4 separate regions of the Zea mays genome follow, and all the other regions are linked to region 1. Evidence: chromatin contacts called from public Hi-C data. All regions are on one chromosome and are shown on one strand. The core of a region is the stretch at or near the end of the contact, and the rest is flanking DNA. Distances in the headings are between cores, read along the strand shown. Region 1 holds the start of LOC541649 (translation initiation factor). Region 2 holds the start of LOC100275318. Region 3 holds the start of LOC103626410 (anaphase-promoting complex subunit 2). Region 4 holds the start of LOC100501494.

Evidence for each region. A called contact is a pair of places that touch in the nucleus more often than the background predicts.
Region 2: a contact with region 1 is called in a Hi-C map of leaf, with 4 times the contacts expected there. The contact joins the promoter of LOC100275318 here to the promoter of LOC541649 in region 1. A contact is called at or near these places in 4 of 25 Hi-C or Micro-C datasets (bundle sheath, ear, leaf and 1 more).
Region 3: a contact with region 1 is called in a Hi-C map of tassel, with 2.1 times the contacts expected there. The contact joins the promoter of LOC103626410 here to the promoter of LOC541649 in region 1. A contact is called at or near these places in 3 of 25 Hi-C or Micro-C datasets (leaf, leaf mesophyll and tassel).
Region 4: a Hi-C map of ear shows a contact between it and region 1, with 2.1 times the contacts expected there. The contact joins the promoter of LOC100501494 here to the promoter of LOC541649 in region 1. A contact is called at or near these places in 3 of 25 Hi-C or Micro-C datasets (bundle sheath, ear and tassel).

Annotation. Positions count from the first base shown.
Region 1 is chr5:58,637,485-58,641,048 of Zm-B73-REFERENCE-NAM-5.0, forward strand. It overlaps LOC541649 (translation initiation factor), which reads right to left and starts at 1,881. Exons shown (of 5, transcript NM_001111404.1): 1 at 1,771-1,881; 2 at 709-781; 3 at 486-592; 4 at 1-408. The coding sequence starts at 779.
Region 2 is chr5:58,214,261-58,217,824 of Zm-B73-REFERENCE-NAM-5.0, forward strand. It overlaps LOC100275318, which reads right to left and starts at 1,628. Exons shown (of 1, transcript NM_001175028.1): 1 at 573-1,628. The coding sequence starts at 1,513. The coding sequence ends at 896.
Region 3 is chr5:59,042,043-59,045,606 of Zm-B73-REFERENCE-NAM-5.0, forward strand. It overlaps LOC103626410 (anaphase-promoting complex subunit 2), which reads left to right and starts at 1,585. Exons shown (of 16, transcript XM_008646815.3): 1 at 1,585-2,068; 2 at 2,495-2,584; 3 at 3,538-3,564. The coding sequence starts at 1,886.
Region 4 is chr5:58,273,858-58,277,421 of Zm-B73-REFERENCE-NAM-5.0, forward strand. LOC100501494 reads right to left here and starts at 2,048. Exons shown (of 10, transcript XM_020537505.2): 1 at 1,641-2,048; 2 at 1,218-1,494; 3 at 1-7. The coding sequence starts at 1,413.

The sequences.
Region 1 (3,564 bases), core at 631-3,130:
GCATTTCATCAGCTTCATCTAGAACAAACATCTTGATGTTATCAGGGCGGAGGGACTGTCTGCGCAGCATATCAAACACACGACCAGGTGTACCAACAACAACATGCACACCACTGCCAAGAATCCTTTGGTCCTCACGGACGGATGTTCCTCCCACACATGCATGGACCTTAACACCAAGGTAATCACCAAGCGCGCGCATGACTTTCTCGATTTGCTGTGCAAGCTCACGGGTGGGAGCAAGGACCAGGGCCTGGCATTCAACCAGGCCATAGTCCAGCTGCTGCAAGATCCCAGAACAGAAGGTTGCTGTCTTTCCTGTACCAGATTGTGCTTGCTGAATGACATCAAGACCCTTGCAGAAGGGAACAATTCCTCTCTGCTGAATTGCAGATGGCTTCTCAAAACCTACACCACAAGGAATGGGCAGTAAGAGAAATACCATGTAAAAGGCAACATGCTAAAACAAGCGACTCCCAGCCTACCATAAGCATAAATGCCTCTCAGAAGATTCTCTTGGAGGCCCATATCATCAAAACTCTCAAAAACTTCATCATATGAAGTGAAGAACTCCTCAGTCTCACCGGTGCTCCTGTATTACATAAACATATAGAAGTAAAGGTTATTAGGTATCACTTGGCTCTCAAGTCAAAGATGATAAACACAAGTAGGTAAAAAAATTTAAAAAGAAAGGTTCATATTACTTACAGCAGCTCCTGCATCTTAGAATCATAGTGCTTAGCATCGAACTGAGAACCCTCAGGTGCCATTCCTGCCATGACTGCAGCAAAAGAAACATGTTAATACACAGAAGTTACAGCACATGTTGACAATATGACAAACAAATACAAAGAAAGGTTTAATCATGAACCTAGATCAAAAGGATGTATACAATATAATGAGCAATGGCACAGTTTAAGCTTAGAACAAACTGTCCTACAGATTACAACGAGAAAAGTGTGTAGCAAAGAAATGTTTAAGACAAACACCATGCTAGAAGACAAGTAATTCACAACAGAATCAATAGGGAATCAGTTGTACTCTTAAAATGATTATTCAAGCTCTACAATTTATACAAAATGCATGCTCAACTCAATCTTCAGTTTATAAAGAATCTAAACAGAACCATACCAAGACAATTGATGCTTTACACTTTCTTAACAGCAGGCTGATATAATTGCAAGTACTCGATAAATCGAGCAACAGCTTTTAGCAGTTCGCACGGTATGAATGGCTCGTCTAGTACATAGGGCAGGGCAGTCTTTTAACCTTATCCTGTAGCAAACCCTTGCGACCATCTCATAGTCACTTTCACAAAAAAATTGACTTACCACAATAGAATAATTCATTACCATCAAGCATGCAGCATCCCACAGCTCAAACAGCTTGAATCCAATACTCAAGCACGGTACACAAGCTACGGAGCTTCCCAGGACAGTTTTATATGACCAAAACTAGCAATTTTGCATATTAGCACCGGAAAACGCTTATATCTACATACAAAATCAATCAAATCCTACGTAAGAAAAATCATGTATTGAGCTGAAAGCCGCATGTCAGAGAAAGGGGGGAAAGGTAGTATTTCCGTGCGCAAACCCGTGCGTCAATCCAGAACCGTCAAAATCACTAATATTCCCACCGAATCGGCGCAGATCCGCACGGGTAGCACCGCCAGATGGACCCAGACCCGCCGTCGCACCAGATCGGACGCCGAAAAGCAAACAAAAAAGTAACAAGCGAGACAGCAAGAGATCTGGAGGAGGCGAACACCTGAAGCGACGGAGAGGAGAGCGCGGATCGGGCCGGGAGTCGGGGCTGCTCTGTGCGCTGCGGTGAACCCGAGATCGGAGTCTCGGATTCGGCGGCGAAGGCGAGGGACGTCGCGGCGCAGGAGAGAGAAAAATGAGGGTTTGCGGGCGGCGGCGAGAGGCGGCTTTTAAGAGGGGGGGGGGGGGGGGGGGGGGGGGGGGGGGTTGCACCGTGTCTGTGGTGGTTGTGGACGGGTCTCGGATGCCACCACCGCGAAGGGAAGGGTAGGGTTTCTCTCTCCCGTGGGCCGTTCCTGGGCCCGTGTTTGCCTCTCATTCCATGTGTGCTAAAATCCGCACGCAATTATACATGTAATGATAAACCAAATCTGTTACTAGTCGTTCGTTTGGAGATGTTCTTAATCAACTAGAATTGTATTTAAATTAATTTTCACTCTACTTTATTTTAACACATCTAATCTGTTTTCATACACTAGCAAACCCGACCACACCACTGACGGTAGCTCTCACTGTAATAACTCCTTCACATTTCATGTTTATAACACTAATTCTGATGTTCAGGAATAGGCTATAGATATAACAGTGGTTATTGGCCTATTATCGGGTTTAATATGTACTCTCACCTTTTCTGGAAGGATTTAGGAGTACTTCTTTTTGGAGCAATATTGTTGGATCTGTGACTCGGAGAATCTAAAGTGGAAGTGGGTATTTTTTGGAAGCTTGGATAAAGAGGAAACCGTGTGCATGAGTCAGGGCCCGTTTGGTTTGCTTTAGTCAGGACTAAAATTTAATTAGTCTCTATCCGACTAAAAGTATTTAAAATACATTAAATAAATCATAAAAGAACTAAAATGTCTCTTATCATTTTTCCGCCGTTAGTGTAACTAAAACAAAGGAGGGACAAAAGGTAGAATTTATATGGTTTAATTATTTTTAGTCATACATTGGAGGATAGAGACAAATATTTTAGTCTTTGTTTTAGTTTCACCGTTTGGTAATTTAGGGACTAAATGAAACTAAAATGGATGGACTAATCTTTAGTCCCTGAAACCAAACGGGGCCTTATTTTCATGAAGACTTTTTTTTGTAAAGTTGGACATTTTGGATCTGAGAAACACTAGCTATATCACCATGGATGTACATTTTGGATCTAAGAAACAGTAGCTCCATCTAGGGATGGCAATGAATAACGATCTAGGTGTTTCTTCACAATAAATTAGGACAGGGCTCTTAATTCATTTTAGTTCAAAATGGATATGAATATAGTTTGACGCTAATCCGATTCGATCCTACATTTTATAGCCTAAAATCTAGATCTTATTAACAACCCTAGCTACATCATCCGATAAAGAGACGCCGAACATCCTATAGTTATTAAAAAAAGCGTCAAACACGAGGCTTTAATTCATTCTGGAAGACTTTCGATGCAGGTTCCAAATCGAGCAGGGAAAAAAAAACTTTGCCCGATCTTTTTAGGGCTAGTTTGAAAACCTCATTTTCCCAAGGAAAATTAGTTCATTTTCCTTTAGAAAATTGGAAATCTCATGGAAAAATGGGGATGCCAAACTAGCCCTTATATGGAGATAATGCCTATCCGTCACGGCATCTCGTTATCGCGTCAGCGCTTACTCATCATCACCAGTCACCACAATTCCTTTCCACAGCCATTGCCCAAGTTGCAAAGGTGTTCTTTTTAAAAGACACAGGCACTAATGGCTGGTTTGGTAATAAAGGAATCAGAGAGAATTGAGGTCCCATTCGTTTATATCGGATTGAGAACAAAAACTATTCCAGC
Region 2 (3,564 bases), core at 378-2,877, 420 kb before region 1:
AGAGTTGAGATATAGAGTAAAAACGACCGCAGAGAATTGTGGTATAGAGTAGATAATCTTGCTGACGGGGATAGAATATTCCTTTTAGAGTAGAAATTTAGAATAGTATGAGTGCGGATAGCCTAAACGTGGAGTGTTCTGTCTGATCGTTCAATGTTCTATCTGATTGGTGTAGTGCTAAAACAGTGTACACTATTCAGTGTACTAGTAGATCACATCAGCCTAACGAAAGCGTACGGACTGACAGCCTGCGCGGGGTGGAAGGATGGCGCTGCTGTCAACAAAAGCGGGTCCCCTTTGCCCCACTGCGAGGTGGAGCTGGAAAAGTGAAGGCAGCGGAGGACTGGCCGCTGGCGTGATGGGATCATGGAGATGAGATCTGGCGGGCGGTCACACGTCAGAGGTAGGTGGCGGCCGGAGACATCATCAGTGTAAGATCGGTCGTATGAACCAACAAAATACTTTTATCTCGCAGGCAAACCAACCAAACCAAACCAAACAATCCCGCTAGCTGTTGCTGAGTGCTGACACACACACACACTGACACACCGGACCGGAGCGGAAAGTTGAGTGCGAAACCAGACGCGAGTCTCTGACGACTTCGCTGCGTGCTCGTGCTCCACGAGTCTCGATCCGACGACAAATCAAAACCAGTCGGACAAGTTGGCACACTTGCTGAGCTGAGCTGAGCTGAGCTTGTACAGGAAGAGATTGATTAAGCGGCAGCCGAGCAGAGCTGCAGATGGGAGGGATCTGAAAACACGTCGCTGAATGAATCTAATTAATCACTACCGGCAAAGCAACAGATCTTTACACACAGTTCTGCAAAACCATCCATCTGTATGCACTACTGCAGAAGACAAGAAGGGAAAAGGGGACTAGATGGAGCCAATGATCAGGCCTCGCTGCTGCAGCCGCTGGACGCGCTGCGCATGGAGGCGCGGCCGACGGACTCGTCGATGCGCTCGAGGCAGGGCTTCCACGGCGCCGCCCGCCAGGGCTGACCCTTCTTCTCCCTCGCCGCCGCAGCCACTGGCATCCGCTGCTGGTTGTGCTGGCGGTGGCTCCCGGAGGCGGCGGCAGCGGCGGCGGCGGCGTCGAAGAGCGCGTCGAGCGGGCTGGGCTTGGGCGCGGCGCTGGCGCCGCCCTTGCGGGCGAGCGCCGTGAGGCGGTTCATGAGGCACGCGAGGTCCACGGCGGAGGACTCGGCCTGGAACACCGACTGCGGGAGCAGGAAGTAGACGGTTCCCGGCTGCAGCGCGTCGTCGGGCCGGAACGGCCCGCGCCCCGGCTGCAGCAGGTGCGCCGACGAGCACAGCACGTACCCCTTCCCGGCGGCGTTGGCGGCGGAGGCGGGGCCGCCGGGCCCGCCGAGGCAGCGCGTCACGTGCGCCACGGTCACCACGCCGGGGCCCTCGAAGTCCTCCACGAACCCGTTGGTGTGGATCACCCGCACCCCGGCGCACGGCCGCAGCGCACGCGCCGAGCCCGGCGACGAGAAGATGCAGCCCATCCGGAAGGCTCCGGAGACGAGAGCGGGGGTGCTCTGCCTGCTGGAGGCTGGAGATGCGGCTGACTGGCAGCGGAGCGACGACGACGGACGAGACTTGGGCGGCGGCAAGGCAGGCGGAGGCAGAGGACGAGAACGGGGAGGCGGGGTGCCTATTTATTTCCGCGGGGAGTTGATGTTTGCAGCGTTGAATCTAACGGACGGATCCGGCGGGTCGAGGTCGGACTCGGACACTCGGTCGGCTGTGGGGCCCAGTGGGGGCCGCCGCTGGTTAACCCCGGTGGGGTGGCGTGGCGTGTGGATTAGGCTGGCTTGGCGGATGGACTGGAGACTACGGAGTAGTGGAGTACCGGAGGGCTTAATCTTTATCTCATGGTTAGGTTAATCTTTAGGCTGGCTTGGTGGATTACACTGCGTAAAAAACGAAGTACCGGAGGGGTTAATCTTTATCTCATGGTTGACTGGAGAGTGAAGACTACTGACTGGAGGGGGTCAGAGGATGCCTTCGGAACCGCAGCAAATTATGGCCTCAAATGGATTGGTTAATGGATAAGGACAAGCCTTATTATCCCATGCTCGGTACTGAATCAATTCTACCTATAATTTGATTGTTAGTTTTTATATGCAAAAGAAAATGTTTATGCTGTCAAATAGTGGATCCTTTGCCCACTAATCCGCTATAACGTCGACAGTGGTTTACGCTAAGTTGTACGCAGTTGTACGCTAATAGATATAGAGTTATACACAACTTAATTTTTCTTTTGTACCAGTTTTACGTGAAAAAATGAATGGCCCGTGCGAAGTGAGATAAACGGCAACTACCCCAAATCATGCACGTTTCTTACGTCCGAAACAGTGGATCCTTTGCCCGCTAATCCACTATAACGTCGACAACAGTGGTTTACGCTAAATTGTAAGTAGTTTTACGCTAATAGTTATAGAGGTTAAGCAAGTTGCGCCTAACAACCGTCAAATATCCAATGTAATTATAAAGAGTTGACAACGCAAGATAGAGCTCAGAGGTGCCATACGGCATCTTGTTATTGTTGTACGTGCAACACGCGCCGATTTTATTTATTGGTTGATGTAGCTGGAGACACACGGTTTGGGGAGAGGAGGCCGCCTGCCGGCTGGCTCAGACGAGTAGTGCAACACCGTACCAGTGGCGAATGCGGCTCAGAGTCCCCGTGCAGGCATCAAGCTGCCAAATCAGCGGACGGAGCAACCGACGCTCGGCTCTCTTATCACTCGCTTTTACTGCGATCGCCGGCCGGCACGTTTGGCACCCACCACGACGAACAAGTCGCCGTGCGCGAACCAGCAGCCGACGCATTTCAGCTACCATTCCCGCTATGTAATGTGTAAGGGCCAAAAAGGCAATTAAAAACAACTCTACTCAAACCGTCACAAACTTCAGGTCCAGTAAAACATGGCAAGATTTCGCTCACTCGGCCAAAGCCGCGTCCCCTCGACAACTTCGGTTGAAACCTTGAGACTTCACCAAATCAGGCCCCTGTTAGATTACATTCGCAGAGTGGTTGCCGTTCTTTAGGCTGTCCGCAACCGCAAGCAAGGTAGTGTAAAATAAAAATAAGAGATTTTGATTTATATATTACATTGTTACAGAGTGAAATTTGAAATATTGAATAAGGAATGAGATAGGATAGTGAAATTTATAATATAGTATAAGGAATGAGATATACAGAGGAAGCATGAGGTGTTGACCTTTGTCCAATAGGAAAGTTTAACAGGCTGCTTGTACGTCACATTCGCAACCTAACGCAGGGCGTCGTCCTACCGTATGCTACAGCTATACCAATGCGATACGGCCCCCATGTACTACGCAAGCTGTGGACAAATTAACTAGCATGGTTTGGGGGGGAAAGTATTTATCTGTCATTCTTATGGGAAATCAATCTACACTCCCGAGTAAAGCTCCTATACATAAAATTTTAAAGTAGAGCTGCTCTGTGGCACCGAAGTAATTTTTAATAATAGCGCGGTCCCAAAAAATCTAGTGGACAGTATCACTTTTGGCTCATCCTACTTTAATC
Region 3 (3,564 bases), core at 335-2,834, 400 kb after region 1:
CGAAAAATATTCACGACACAACCTTCTATACATATACTTAGAGCCCCACAGCTCGGTGGGTCCCACGGTTCAGAATGATTCACTATTCTAGCGAAGGGAAGGTGTTTTTTCGGACCTTCGGCTAAAGGCCTTCGTTCACGTCACAGTTTGAATTTGTTACAAAGAAACAAATTAATACTGCGAGGGGCTACTGTTGGGGGCCTTCCTCTTCCGAAGGTCTAAAAAACATTAACCATATGTTTTTAACATGGTATGAATTATTACAGGAGCTTCAGCTTCAGGATGAAAGTTTTCTCCCATGGCAAAGGCATACGATGTGAAGATATAATCCGAAGATGATAAGAATGGACGTCGAAGCTATAACCGAAGAGTAATAGCTTCGACTTATAATGGTGATGAAGACCAAACATGATGATGATCGGAAGGGAAAAAGACCAGCTAGTCCTTAATAATTTATGTTACGATCACAAGTAAATGTCAAGGACATAAATGTACTTTTACCCGGACTGCGTCCCGTGCCTATAAATAGATGAGCAGTAGCGCCGTACTGTTCACGCTAGATTGTCATCACTCTCGCGTCAACACCTTCGAACAAGCTGAATGTATCAATGTAATATAGACTTTGTTAATATTCATATGTATATTATGAAATATAAATGTGAACGAACCAATGAATTATATTCTTCATCTTTACATATTCTTATTTATCCATGAAATGATGAAGACATGTCATTCATGACCTTCGTCCGATGATCATTATATCATAGAGGAGGTAATGATTCGGAGGACGAATGTCCTTAATGCTTAACAATTGTGTTGCCTTGTTCTTGATTCACAACATTTGAGAACAAGTGACCAATAGAAAGTAAATTGGTTCAATTGGAATGAGTTCGGGGGCTCTCAATCGGTCATACCCCTTCATATATATAAGGGAGGTCTAGACCCGTTCCTAGCGCGATAGCCAATAGACCTCACATGATTAGATGGATAACCATGCACGAGATAATGATAATCGTCCGAGTCAATCTGATCACGAGGGCATGGACCATCCGAACCCTAGGGCCGGACCGTACGTCACTTTTGGTGTTCAACAGTAGTATATTTGAGTCACTTCATAATATGCTCTATATTTTTTATAAAAATTGTAAAATAGATACCTTTACGACTAGTTTGGGAGCTCAATTTTTTTCCTAATGATTCCTATTTTCCTAGGAAAAAATGAACTAATTTCTCAAGGGAAAATAAAATTTCCTTAGGATAACAAGATTTTCAAACTAACCCTTAAGGCTTTGTTTGGGTACTCTAGTATTGATCTCAATCCACATGTGTTGAGGTGGATTAGAGTGTAAATTAGTTTAAGTTACACCTCAATACATGTAGATTGAGGTCAATACTAGAGTATCCAAATTAGATCTAAAGTTATTTTATGGGTCAAGGCTTTATTTTAAGATAGTACATTGTTTTAAAGCAATGTTGGTCATGCTCTTAAGATTTTTTGACTGACGTGGCGCTCGAACTAGTCTATTGCTGTTGCTGCAGCGGCTCGGGTCAAGAGAGAGAGGAGTCCGTGGGCCGTTGCTCAACCCACGCGTCTTTCTAGCTCAAATGGGCAAGTAGGCCTGGATGAACCTAAAATGAGCCCACATCACAAAATTTCCCCTCGCTCCTAGCACTCGAGCACTCAACTGTCGCACCATCGGGACGCCGCGGCGGCGGCCAGCACGTTCGAGGCTGCGGCGGCAAGGTGGGCTGTCGTGCGAGGTCAGCGAGGACAGGTCGTCTGGGAGCACCTGAGGCTGTGCGAGGTGCCGGCAGGCTATGACATTTCTAGAGTAAGTAATACTCTGGGGGCATCTCCCGCTCGCTTAGCTGTGCCCGCCAGGCCATGGAGCGTGAGGACGCCGACGGCGCTCTCGATTCGTGGGCTCAATTCTGCACTCTTTCCAACGAGCTTCTCGCCGGAGACGGTGATCTCGCCGTCGGCCCACGCCTAGCTCCCGTCGTTGGTGACCTCTGCACACGCGGCCTCGCCACGCTCGTCCGCGACTACTTCCTCCACTCCCTCGAGGTCCATACCGTTCCCTCTCCTCCCCGTCCCCTATTACTCTCTCTCGCGCGCGATCGAGCACGCACAACTGCTGACGGGCTGGTTTTCTATTCCTGTATTCGGGTGGAGATTTGGGCGGTGGATCGATGATAGTTTCATGGTGTGAAGGTACGCCTTTGCTGCATACTAGGTGTTTGTGAGAATGCCTGCACCAAATGGCTGGGGGCCATACGCGAGGATGGAATTGGGATCCTGTCTTAAGCTCGGGTGTTTATGGAAATGGCGCCCAAATGAAATCTCAGTGCTGGACTGTAGGATTTACAAATGCCGCGCTCAGCATTCTTTTCAAGTTCTTAACTTTCATTTCATCGCTAAAATGTTCCTCATGTTTTCAATTTTTTTCTATTTTATTCGATTTCTGTTGTCAACCTGTCCTTGTTGGTGCAGGAAACATTTCGAAACCATGCAGTCAAGAAGTTCTGGCAGCACTTTCATCCTTATTGCAGTGCCTCAACCGTAGACAGAATTAAGTTCTGTGTAAGTTATGGAAAACCTAATCTCCTTTATTTTGAAATGTTTAGAATGGAAATTTCAGCTTTATAAAGAGAGGGTGTCTTGTTTCCTACTTATTTTCTCCTATAAGTATGTGCTACCAATGATTTCAAGTCGGGCGACTTGCTAGTCGATACACCTAGGCGACCAGGTGACTAATCACGATTAGGACGACGACTAGGTCGACTAATCGGGTCCTAGTCGACCTGGTCGTCCCTACAGCGCTCCTGCATATTTGCAGGACCTATGTATATAATATTGATATATATAGCAATCTAGCATATAGGAGGCAATACCAAACATAAGTACATAACAAATATGAATACTGGAACTGGACAATTCAGATTTCAGAACATCAACATCAGTCACTAACTTAATTATATATAGCAATATAGTATATAGGAAGCAATACCAATTACCAAACGTAGCAAATATGAATACTGGAAGACAGAATTCAGATTGCAGATTTCAGAACATGAACAATTGAACATCAATTACTACTTAGTAGTCACTAACTCAATAATTCATATGATGCAGAGTTGCAGACTTACTAGTTACTACATAAATGCCAAGTGCAGACTTACTATTGACCTAAACTAGGAGTCCAGGGCAACTAATCACCCCACCCAAATTGGACGACTAGTCGCGTTTAGTCGACGACTAATCGGACGACCAAACAATTAGTCGAGCAGATCGGGCCGCCCTCCCTAGTCGTGCTAACAGAACCGATTAGCCCGACTAACTGTGACTAATCGCGATTAGTCAGACGACTTGAAATCACTGTGTGGTACCCTACATATATCATGAAGTAATAAAATGACCTGTTTTCATTTAATTATAGTTTGATGGTGTGGACTCTTAATGCCTGGTTTTACCTGGTTATTATCTCTCTCTCTTTTTTTGAAAAAAATAACAAAACCTCTCCATTAATTCATTAGGTTAAGGAACATTGGCCTGAAGAAATC
Region 4 (3,564 bases), core at 798-3,297, 360 kb before region 1:
GCCTTCACTGATGTTCAAGAACGAAATCCGGTCAACCAAGGTTCAGCAAAAAGATAGAAAGAAAGAAAGAAACCGGCAACTCCATATGTAGAGAGCATGCAGTTGTTGTTGTTGTAGTAAAAAAGAAACCGGCAAAAAAAATTCACTTTTTTTGGTTTTATAAATGTTGTTAGGGACGATTGGGAAAACTAGGGGGTCTTGGCGATTTCAACCCGACCGCGCCTGAGAGGTGGAGACCGATCGACGACTTGTCTTGGCATCAATCAGGTGGGAAATCTGTTGTGTGCTATCTGCTATCGCATCCCCGTGACAGCAACCACCAGTCTGTACGATCTCCGTCCACGCCACCGACATTTTCTTCTTCTTCTTCTGTTTCGCTTTGTTTTCGCACCGGCGATCCAGTTCTTGAACGCTCGAGAGCATTGGTGGTGCAGAACTGGACTGGAGTGTCTCGCGGCCACTGCTGACTCCATGGTAAGCAGTAAGGAAAAAAAAAAACAGCAGCAAGCAGTAACGGCCATGCTATATGATTGCTTGCTACGGTGACGCCGCCCAGCACTGGCACTGCAGCCCCACACGTTCCCAAAAGAAAAGAAAAAAAAATGGACAAGCCCTGCTGCTAGTCTGCTACAGAACTATTATAGTAGCGGTCCCCGGAAAAGGAGGAAGGGATAAAAAGACGAGCTTCTTTGCGTGTCGCTTTGCAAAGGAACGATCTTTTGGCGTGATCCCCTGCATTGGTAAACATATTCCCAGCCCGGATGCTCTTGCTGCTTAGGCATGAACAAAGAGTACGATCATTTTTCTGCCTTTTTCTTTTTTGTTGTTGTTGTGCGTGTGTGATTTTATTCTAGGGCTAGGAGGAGGAGGAGTGGTGGTGGAAAACGCGCAGGATTGCGTGTCGTGTGGGATTGGCGTCGGCGTCGGCGGCCGCGGCTATGATTGATTTATTAATAACGTCGTTCGTCGGCCGTATGTGCAGGTGGAGTCGGGCGGGGAGGCAGCGGGCTGCGGCCGGGGACTAGTACTAGGTAGCAGTAGTCCAAGTCCGGCGGTCCGGCCGCGTCTCCGGCGGCGAAGAGGTAGGGGCGAGCGAGGAGCCAGACACCGGCGCGCGTGGCGTGGCGTGGCGAGGCGGAAACGGAACGACGGTCGGTGGTTGCAGAACAAGAAGAAGAAAGACTGAAGGGGAAGGGCGTGGCCGTGGCGTGGCGTACCGATTTGCGCGGGCGAGGTGGCGGCGGCGTCGTGGAGCACGATGACGGTGCGGGACGGGACGATGACGGTGACGGTGCGCACGCCGGGCAGCGGCCGCAGCAGCTTCTCGACGAGGGGCACCTCGGAGGGGCAGCAGATCCCCAGCACGTCGAAGTAGCTCTTGTGCAGGGTCCCCGCCGCCGCAGCGTCCCCCATTGCGCCGCCCCGCGCCGGTTCCTCTGTGCCCCTGTGTCTGTTGTCCCGCTCCCGCCGCAGAGGAGGAGGAAGCGGCCAAACCTACACGAGGAGAAGTCGAGCGGTGGTTTGAGCGGAGGCCAGGGGGGTGGGGGCAGCAATCTTGGCGTGCGCGCGGCCGGGGGTTTTGTTTCGGCCGGGCCGGGTTACATAAATAAACATGCAAAGAAAGCCCGCCGGCGACTTACCCCGCTGGCGGCCGGGTGAGTCCGGGAGGGAGGGGAGGGGGGGACTGGTGCGGATGGCAGGAGCGGTTGCGTTGGCCTGGCCGTCTGCGGAAGCGGAGGGGAAAGGAGAGAGGAGTGGGAACTGGGAAGCTGGAGGGCGGGTATTTATGGATGGACTCGGCCATGGCCCGCGCTCGCTCGCTCGCTGTGACTGGAGCGGGTGGTGGTGGTGGACTGGTGGGTGGGTGCCGACGCGTGAGGCACACACACAGCGCACTGGCGGCACCGGTGGTGGTAAGTTGCGGAGACGGCAGCGGAGGCCAGGCCGCCGGACGGTGAAACGGACGCGTGCGTGGCTTTGGCTTGGCAGTTGGCACTGGCAATGCCATGCCATGGCATGGCATGGCGTGGCGCGCGGCACGTGACGTACGCGGCTCTCGATCGGTCGGTCGTCTTGAGTATATATATTATCATCGACGACGCTCCGTGCCGTGTCGTGCTAGGAGGCCCTCCCCCGCACCCAAAAAAAAGAAAAAAAAATTCAGGCCGGCTGCAACAAATTTTTTTCCAAAAAAAACGGATGCAAAGGTGGCGGATCGGACTCGTCCAGACGGCGGGTGATACGCATGAGTCGTCCATCCACACCTTCTACCCCATGCATCCGTCCGTCGTCATCGGCATGGATCAACTCCACGTACGGTGCCGTGACATCTACGGGTTAGCACGAATATTTTGACAGAAAAATATACTGCAGGATAATGTGTAGTTATTATCTAGTGTTATAAATATTATTACTGCTTTATATGTACTCCTTTATATGTGTGTGCATATATATAATCCCAAACAAAGAATCCCATAGAGAGATGGGATGGCCTTTTTTCCCCCTTGAGAATTCGAGTCCGGAGGTTGAGTGACGGATACGCCATGCTTTTATTTCGTGACAGCCTTTTTGTACACAACAAGGTGCCGCACAAGCACAGGCACGTACGCCTCGCGTGCATCACGTTTCGCACGCCCAGTCACACGCACCGTGCCCCGGCGGGGACGGGGAGGGAGGACAGACAGTAGCGACGGACACACATGGGACGAGCAGCTGTTTCATCTGTCCGGTTATTTACCTCCCATCTTTTTTATTGTATGGATGGATGACAACGACGCATGTACAATCTAGATATTATACTGTGGTTCTTTAAGCGCTAAATACATCTACGAAACTCATTCATAAACTCAATGTATTTAAGTTTAAAGATACGACTTATTTATATGAGTTGTATGGACATAACTATGTGTAAACTTAGAGAACCGTGTTAGAAACGTTCATTCATTAAGATACTGTCTCTTTTTTTTACACTTATTCCTTGATATCTGTTAAGATACAGAATTTGGCTATGCCCTTAGTCGTCCTCCCTAGAACAGTACTTCCAGGATACATCCACGGGCCATCAGTCATGCAGGAGCGTAAGTAGGGCTGGGCGTTCGGGTTTACCCGGTATTTTGGGCCGGATTTTTTGGGTTTTTTATATTTCGGCCTTCTAACATCTATACCCGAACTCTTACCCGTAATTTCGGGTACCCGTAATTTTGGGTACCCGTAATTTCGGGTACGAGTTCGGGTAATAGCAAACTACCCAAAACAGTGAAACAATATTCAACGGTAGTAGAGTAGGATATTTAATATTCAAGAGAGCAAGATTTAACATTCAACAGTGAAAAAGTGAATCAATATTTAATATTCAACAGTAAGACAATATTCGCTCTCACACATAACAGAGAGTAGTAGGCAGTGAAACATTGATAGTGATATTCAAAACACTCGACCAGACACCAGATGCAGTGAAACCGTGATAGTGAAACAATATTTGTTCTCCATAGTCCATAGTTCCATACGTGTAGTTTGTAGAGTAGCAGACAGCAGCACGGATAGTAGGTAGGCAGTGCAGTCCTT